Regions from separate parts of the Mus musculus genome. Here region 2 is linked to region 1. Evidence: chromatin contacts called from public promoter capture Hi-C data. All regions are on one chromosome and are shown on one strand. The core of a region is the stretch at or near the end of the contact, and the rest is flanking DNA. Distances in the headings are between cores, read along the strand shown. Region 1 holds the start of 4930403D09Rik (RIKEN cDNA 4930403D09 gene). Region 2 holds the start of Rars (arginyl-tRNA synthetase).

The links. Promoter capture Hi-C pulls out the DNA fragments that hold promoters and counts their contacts.
Region 2: a promoter capture Hi-C map of hippocampal neurons shows a contact between it and region 1, with 2.8 times the contacts expected there. The contact joins the promoter of Rars here to the promoter of 4930403D09Rik in region 1. A contact is called at or near these places in 3 of 39 promoter capture datasets (embryonic stem cells, hippocampal neurons and pre-B cells).

What each region holds. Positions count from the first base shown.
Region 1 is chr11:34,297,652-34,301,999 of GRCm38.p6, reverse strand. It overlaps 4930403D09Rik (RIKEN cDNA 4930403D09 gene), which reads right to left and starts at 2,258. Exons shown (of 2, transcript NR_167728.1): 1 at 2,119-2,258. Dock2 (dedicator of cyto-kinesis 2) reads left to right here. Exons shown (of 52, transcript NM_033374.3): 30 at 1,435-1,513.
Region 2 is chr11:35,831,852-35,835,917 of GRCm38.p6, reverse strand. It overlaps Rars (arginyl-tRNA synthetase), which reads left to right and starts at 1,390. Exons shown (of 15, transcript NM_025936.3): 1 at 1,390-1,481; 2 at 2,612-2,746. The coding sequence starts at 1,437.

The DNA.
Region 1 (4,348 bases), core at 1,009-3,508:
AGCATGTGATTACACAATATTCCTAATCTCTAGGGAAGTGCGCTCTGATGGAGAAAACAGCCTGCCATTCAGAAGTTTGAGTACGTGGAGACAGCTACAATGTCAAATGTGCTAAGAGTAGAGAAGGTGCCCCCCCCCCCCACGAGAGTGAGAAAGTGGGCAGTGGTCTGTTACATAGGAGAATGGTCCAAAGTTCTAAGAAGTAGAAAGTTCTGGGTTTTTTCAACCTGCATCCCTGGGTCTCATGTATCCCAGGACCACTCTGAATGTGGCCTTGCACACCTATAGGGGACAGAAATCACGTGACAATGTCCAGAGGTTGGACAGGACATGCTCAAGTCTGCACCAGGAAAGCATAATTTTGACTTAGAAGAGCTGGGGACAGACTTTAAAATGAAAACATGCCACTAAGTGCAAAGGAAGTAACCTGAATTGGGGGGTAAGAATGAAAGCCTGGCATAGAAAAGATCAGGCCAAAGCAAGCAGGGTATTGCATGTGAAGAGAGAACTGCACTTGCCCATGGCAGTGGAGAGCCATGGAGGTCAGGAATGGCTATGATTCAGGCTGTCCCTGAGAATGGCAGGACAGGAGAAGAAAGCTGTGGGAACAGTCAGTGGGGGCTCACGGACAAAGACAAAAAGAACAAGGTGGTCAGAGAGACATGGAGGTTGCACCTCGGCAGCCCGGTTCCAAAACATGAAATGTGGGTGATATTTGGCTAGCACTGCGTCTCGGATAAAGGACTGGCAAGGAGGTGCTCAGAGGAAGTGCATGGGGTATGGAAGAACGATCACAGGAACATTGTCTATTATGGAGAAAAAAGCCGAGAAACCACAAAATGGCCCATCAATAAGAAACTGATTAAATAAACCGTGATACGGTCATAGAGTGGAATGCTCTTTGGTGATTAAAAAAGATGACGTGTAGCTGCACTCATTGGTGTGAAAGGAGTCTACGATTTATTATTGAGTAAAATTGGCAAGCTATGAAACCACATTCGTCGTGTAATACCATTTATCAAAACGACACCCTAAAAATGTCACTCGTATAGATACTTCTAAGGAGACCTTTGAAGTGATGCTCACCCACATGTTGACGGGAGCCTTCTCCAGGAGAGAGGATCCCAGAGAATACTAGCTGTTGTTTGGGGGACGGGATGCTCTTTCTTTATATCATTTCTGGACAGCATGCATTGTTCAGCCACTAATCACTAAGCGTCTAATCATTTGAATGTAAGACAATACAAATTCCTAAAACGTCAAATACATGGTTCCTGAATTCTAGCAAGGCAACCTCAGTCCCTACGTTGACCTGCATTAGTCTTCACCTGAAAATCAGCCCACTCTGGGAGAATGTGAGGAGATTTTAGTCCATCAGGAAGAGAAAAGAGAGAGGATGCTCAGATAGTTCAGTGACCTTGTTTCCTCTTCTAGGGTCTTCCTGAGAGCCATCAACAAGTTTGCAGAAACCATGAACCAGAAGTTTCTGGAACACACAAGCTTTGAGTTCCAGGTGAGTGTGAAGCATTGGAGTTGCTCAGGGCTACCCTGGCACATTGGGCTGGTTCTTCATCCTCCACCATCACCACCGGCAAGCACACAGAGGCCGTAGGTGTCTCTGAATACATGCAGAAGGGAAGTGTGGAAAGGAAAGAAGACGATGTCCCTTCTGACTGGGATGCACACCACTTCTTAACTGTAGAATGGGTGCTGCTGCCGTTGCCTTTCAACTTTTTTTTTTTAGTACTTTGTTCACGGGTTCCTAGGAGCAGCCAGTCACAGACCCGAAAGTATAAAGCTTTCAAGTTTATCTCTGTGACTTCCCAATTTCTCCAAAAGTCATTTTGGCGTGTGTGCTTAGCCACATTTTAGGGCCTCTGAGACATTAGAGCAGGGATTGGGCTGTGTGATAAGAATGTCCCTGAGGTAAGGAGAGTGAAGTCCCTGGCCCGGCCCACAAAGAACATGTTCTTCAAAGCCAGACGTGAAAGTCCATGTTACTGCCCATGGCTGCAGGAGTGAGAGAGAAGAAACCCTACCCCCAAGTCTTTGATGCCTGCTTCAGCAAAGTCCTCAACCCTTAGAGCTTCTGGTAACTGAGAGTAAGGGAATACTCACCAAGTACAGTACCCCAGGGTCATGCCATTCCTGCCTGCCCATCTGAGACGCTGTGTTTCCATCAGCCTGGCCTCTTCAGCTCAGCAGCTTAGGTGGGCAAGGATGTCATTGCACCAGAGTGATAACAACTGTAAAATGCTAACTGCCCTCCCACCTCAGGAGACTTTGCCAGCCCAGGAGCATGCTGGGAAATCTTATCAGTCAGTTGCTGTTGGAATAGTTCCTCTTTACAGAGCCTGCCCTGCCTGACTCCTCTTTGGAATTTGTTTAGTGACTCTGTCTGTGGTCACTGGTCACATCTAGGTCTCTTGATGTTTCTTTAGGCACTATCTGTCCTTTGAAATCATCGCTTATTATTCCTCCAATCCTGTCCATGTTTTCTTTCCTTCTGGTAAAATACAGTTACACAAGAGTAAAAAGCCTTGTGCTCATAGCCACTCTGTGCCCGGTGGGGGAGGTGACACCTGGGCTGAGACCCGTGCCAGGCACCTTCCTGGGAAGATGGGTTGAGCTCCCTTTGTTGGCTTTCAAGGATGACCCTCTTCTCTGAATGAGGTTCTTGGTCTTGCCTATGACCTTGCATTCAGCTCTGGGGACGGAAGTGACCAATGTTCATGATGACCAGAGTAACTGCCATAGTTTATATACCAGCTCATACGAAGTCACTGTCACAGACATTCAGCCACCCTGCAAGTTGGATGCCACTGCTAGCCAGCTTCTTTTCTGAAGATGCAGGAGTGAGTAAGACCTGGAATCCATGTACAGAAAGCCTGACATCAACACCTTAATGCCTTTGGGGCTAGAAACTGCGCTGGCTGATACAGGCCTCCACATTGGGCCATGGCCACACCCCAGGTTCAGAGTATCGCGATGGCCTTGGGTAAGGCTTTCTCTCCAGATGACATATCTTTCCCAGAGCAACGAAACGTGTCATGCTGGCCGTTTAAAACCAAGAGAAAGGTTTCATTTCCCATGCAGATAGTTGCTGTTTCCATTTGTTACGAGCCTGTTCAAAGAAATGGATATGTCCATGGTGTTTGAAGGGACAGCTTGGAACAACATACCTGGGGCCAGAGGGGCAGTGTGTGGCCATCAAAGGCCAGCTGGTTTGTCATTTTCCCTGATGTCAGCAGTTCTAGCCTTAGGACCTGCTGTTCTGACTGTCACTCTCCTCCATGGTCTTAGGGAGGCTCTTTCCCAAGACAGGGTCAGCTCCAGTCCTCTGGGCCATTCTTTTCGGTTTCATAAAACTTTTCTGAAAGAAAAATTATATATGCAACGTACCTAAGAAAGGAATGTGACATACATGCAAAGGTTAAATTTATGAATTGTGTGGTTTTTGGTAAAGTACTTCATTGTTCTGTGCTCGGTTTCTTCAACGTTGTATGAATATGCTGTTAGTGGCTGTTTCTTTAAGCAGCCATAAGGGTTGGGTGAATTGATTCATGTAGCTCACTTAGAATGGTCCTGGCAACAAAAGCGCCACTTAATAAATGTTACCTTGTTAGCATCAGTTTGATGATGGTGATGATGATAATGATGGTGGCGGTGGTAGTAACGGTGAGGCTGCTGCTGTTGGTGGTGATGATGGTAGTGGTAGTGGTGGTAATCATGCTAATGATCATAGTGATATTATAAGCACCAGGGCCAGGAACTCAGGTCAGTTCTTGACAGGCAAGCCAGCAGAGAAGCAGCTTTTTGATCCTCACAACATAGCCGGAGGCTGTCACGCCCACAGGATTCTGTAAACTATGGAGAAGAGCTAGGAACACAGAATCAAATAATTCTTTTCTAATGAGGCTTCCACAGATATTTAGTGAAAAGTACCCCAAAACTGGGTCATTTTTCAATCTTCTCTTTGTTCCCTCATCTTTTCCTCCCCCCCTTTGAGAATGGATTTGTTCTTTGTACCCTGCCTGGAACACCCTCCTCTCCTTCTTGTGGGCTCATGTATTATGCATGTGATAGCAGCAGGAGCAGCCTCTATCCTGGCTCCCTCTATCCAGAGCAAGAGCAGGGGAAAGGAGATTAGCCCTAACCTCTCCTCTGAATGATGGCTTTGTGATTCAAAGGGCAAAAAGGCAGCAGCTCTATGGATGCCACTCCAGAGGAGCCAAGGCCTGGGCATTATAGAAATGGTGATTTCTGCCGGAAGCTAAGATCAGTGGTACTCTCTAGATGCTGGGACTCGATGCTCTTGGCTGTTTGCAAGGTCACATGGACCAGAAGA
Region 2 (4,066 bases), core at 141-2,640, 1.5 Mb before region 1:
TGTGTTTTTAACATTTTTTTATGTGCTGTGGTGATAGCCAAGTGCCTTAATGCAGCATTTTCTCAAAGTGGGTATAGGTACCACTGGTGACAATATAGAAAACTATAGGCCCGGAGAGGCAGCAGATGTAATCCCAGAACACAGGAAATGCTTGAGTTTTAGGCCAGCCCGCTCTACCTAGCAAAAAGAAAACACAGGTAGATATGGCTGCATTCTTTATTATCTATAATAATATGTTGATTGTTTTTGAAAGTTTATCTATTTTATGTATATGGGTGTTTTGTCTGCATGTATGCTTGCACACCAGGAGAGAGCATCAAATCCCAGGGAACTACATGTTCATAGGTGAGTGTGAGCTGCCATGTGAATACTGGGATCAAACTAGGACCTCTGGGGGAAAAAAAAACAGCCAGTGCTCTCAACCACTGAGCCACCTCTCAAGTCCTATATTTATTTAATATGTAGCATCTTTAGCCCACACACTCAGCCCATGGATTCATAGATATTATTGTTTAGGATGAAGATAAGTAAATTTTAACGTGAACTAAATCCATCTTGGTGGTAAAACCACGTTACCACGACCCTTGGAAGGTGGAAAGAAAAAGATCAGAAGTTCAAGACAAAAGATCAGAAGCTCAGCTAAATGCAAGACTACCCTGGGCTACATCTTTCAAACGAACAGAAGAGCCTGAGAGATGCTCCAAGAGGCTGCCTGGCTCAAGTCATTGTACCACCTTCCTTTCTTGGTAATTAAAACATTGTTTGCCTGGTAAGGAGGCTGAGGCAGGAGGATGGAGAGTCAAAGGTCAGAGTGGAATACAAAAAGTCTACACATGCACATGTGCGCGTGCACGCGCGCACTACACATACAATGAAAAGGAAAGCCATTGTTTTCTCTTTCCCCTTTCAGGCAGTCTCCATTAGTTTAAGGACCTTTTTTTATCATACATTCTAAACATCTTCACATCCTGGAGAGAGTATCTAGCACCTTAATGTGAACAACAACAAAAATGCCTGTTTAACAGAGGGATGAGTTGCAGGCAGTGGTGGCGCATGCCTTTAATCCCAGCACTTGGGAGGCAGAGGTAGGTGGATTTCTGAGTTCGAGGTCAGCCTGGTCTACAGAGGGAGTTCCAGGACAGCCAGGGCTAGAAACCCTGTCTCGAAAAAAACAAAAACAAAAAACACAAAAAATCAAAACAAAAGAGGGATGGGTTCTGTGCCCATGCCCGCGCCATGCCTCCAAGCAGAGGGTAGGTTGCTTTGGCCTGCTCCCCGCCTCTCTCGCAGTGTCTCCTGGATCCCGTTAGGGGGCAGCAGAGGGCGCGCCCTGAAAAACCAAAAACAGTGACTTACCCGGGTAGGAATTTCCGTTTCCGGCCCAAACTAGACACTTCCGCTTCCGGCCGCTTGGCATGTGAGTCGCTGACGAGAGGATGGACGGTCTGGTGGCTCAGTGCTCCGCGCGGTTGCTGCAGCAGGTTTGTCCCTGGGCGGGGCGGAGGGCTCTGGAGCGGGCGGCGGCGGGGCAGAGTCCGCAGTGGCTTCCACAGGCGGCCGCGGCGACCCCAGTCCGGGACCTCGGGGCTTGCGAAGCCTTGCTGCTCCGCTGGCCCTTTCCTCTTGGCCGGGTCGTGCGACTGTCACTCAGAGAAGAGAGGGTGGACAGCGAGCGAGGCTCACTCTGCTGGTCGCCCAGGCCAGGTTAGAGCAGGACAGGTGTGCCCTGAGACCCAGCCGGAAACTTCCCAAGAAGCCGCCAGTGTTGGTCTGGAACAGTGTCACAATTTTGAAAAACGAAAGTAAGACCAGCCCCTTTTCTTTTTCGGGCCTAGACACTAGCGTTAGGAACTCAGTTTGTCTAAGTCTTCCCTGGACAATAACTGCTTTTATGCAAATCATCCCCGAGGTGCAAAATAAATGGACAAGCTCTTTACTGCTGAGTCCAGTGAATAGTAGCAGATCTTGGAGAGATGGGGAAAAAAAAAACCATATATATATGAAGTTTACGTAGACCCAGAAAAGGCAAAGACGGACACTTGAGTGATTTCGAATATGACAAAAGATGGATTGACTCCTTTTTGTCTCGGGATCTAACCCAGAGCCAAGGCCTATGTGTGGCAAGCAGCACTGAGGGGTGCAAGTCCCCAACTCCTACTGATGTTTGTTGGTTTGTTTTGTCGTTTTTGATTTGGTTTGGTTTTTTTTAGTCCCAAGTCATTAGATTTAGCAACACAGGTAGTAAAGCCAGAAACTTGTACTCTGACTAAATCAGGATGCACCTAGCTAAAGAAGAGACTTCCGTGTTTGACTCTGGCCCTGGACTTTCAACTCACAGCCTCTCAACTGCTAGGACTGGAGATGTGTACTGCCATGCACACTTGGCTGAGTTATATTCTCTGCCCCGCAGTCCCTCATCCCCAGCACACACATGTGAACTCAGTTCCATCTCATAAAGGATGATTGCTGACGTCAGTAAAATCATTGCAAAGTCCATTCTCATTTTTCTACCCCACATGTTGTGGAGAGCGAAATGAGGAAGTCTGTGGTAAGGTTTGCCATTATCCGGGAAGCATTTGTTTGACCTGGAAAAGTTGCCTTTCCCTTACAGGAAAGGGAGATTAAGGCTCTGACTGCTGAGATCGACCGGCTGAAGAACTGTGGCTGCTTGGAAGCTTCTCCAAGTTTGGAACAGTTACGAGAAGAAAATTTAAAATTGAAGTATAGGCTGAATATTCTTCGAAGGGTAAGTGCTCCGGATGTTTTCAAATAATTTGTTGTTGCTGTTGTTGTTGTTACTGAAGATTCTAGAAGTACGTGCTATAAGAATTGAGAAGAGGAGTTTGTTTAGAAATCAGTTTTCCTGCATAAGGCAAGTTAGGACTCATTAGGCTGGAGAAAGTGGGGCGGCACTGGCTTCCCAGGGCCCTTTTAAGTAGTTTATTATGATACCCCTTTTAAGTGGTTCATTACGATGGTTTAATGGTTTGGAAGTTGAGATTTCTTCAAAGGCTTATGTCCATGCTGTCAAAGGAATGTCTTTTGTTTTTAAAACCATTTTAACTACTGTAAAAGAAACAGTTTCTCAGGAGCAACTAACAGGGATGTTTTAAAATGCACTCACTGATTCCTAACTCCTCTGCAATGAAGTTGTTTATTTTGCAGTTTTGTGTTATGCTTTATAGCATCTTTTGGGGTTCTTTTCATTTAATGTTGCGAAACTTTCTCTGCCTCTCCTCCTCCCCATCCAACAGCCTCTCTATACAGACCAGGCTGGCTTCTGGGCTGGGCTGCCTCCATCTTGAAGTGCATTTTCTTCTTCTGTGTCTCTCAGGCTGGGTTTACAGGTGTGTACTACCATGCCACCATTTGAATAGCCTTACAGTCCAGCAATGCTTATCAATGTAGTTTGTTTGTTTGTTTGTTTTAAAGAAAGCCTACCTTCAGCTTCTTTGGCCTGCCTTTCAGGTTTGCTGATGACACAGCCTAGCATGTTGCCTCATTCATTGTTCTCCAGTGTGTGTACTTCCTTCTGGATTGCACAGGCACCGCTCCAAGTCCTCATCTCAGGCGTCTGACCAGTCCTTTGAAGCACTTTATTATCTGTGTGGAGGCAGCTGTGCTCAGATAGCTTTGTCAAGTGCTTGTGCGCTGCTGAAGGAAGTAAGGGAAATAAATCCACAGCTGTGGTGAAAACAAACTTCTCTGTGTGCAAGAGACAAGGGCAGGCTGATCTTTTAGTTCCAGACCAGCCTGGTCTACAGAGTGAGTCTCGGGACAACCAGGGCTACACAGAGAAACCCTGTCTCGGAAAACCAGAGAGAGGGAGAGGGGGGGAGGGAGGGAGCATCAAAGGACTAAAGTGCTGTGTGCCATAACTTCACTCTGCCGCCTTGCCCTAGTTCTTGGGCCACATACTCCACCTTGAAAGCACGTACCGGATGGTTCTGGCAGGAGGTGTTTTACCCATGTTCTCATAAGCACGGCTGCCTCAGTTTTTTCTTATTGCTTTTCTGTCTTTTTTATGTGTTTTTAAGATTTAGAAACGTATTTAGTATTGTTTTTG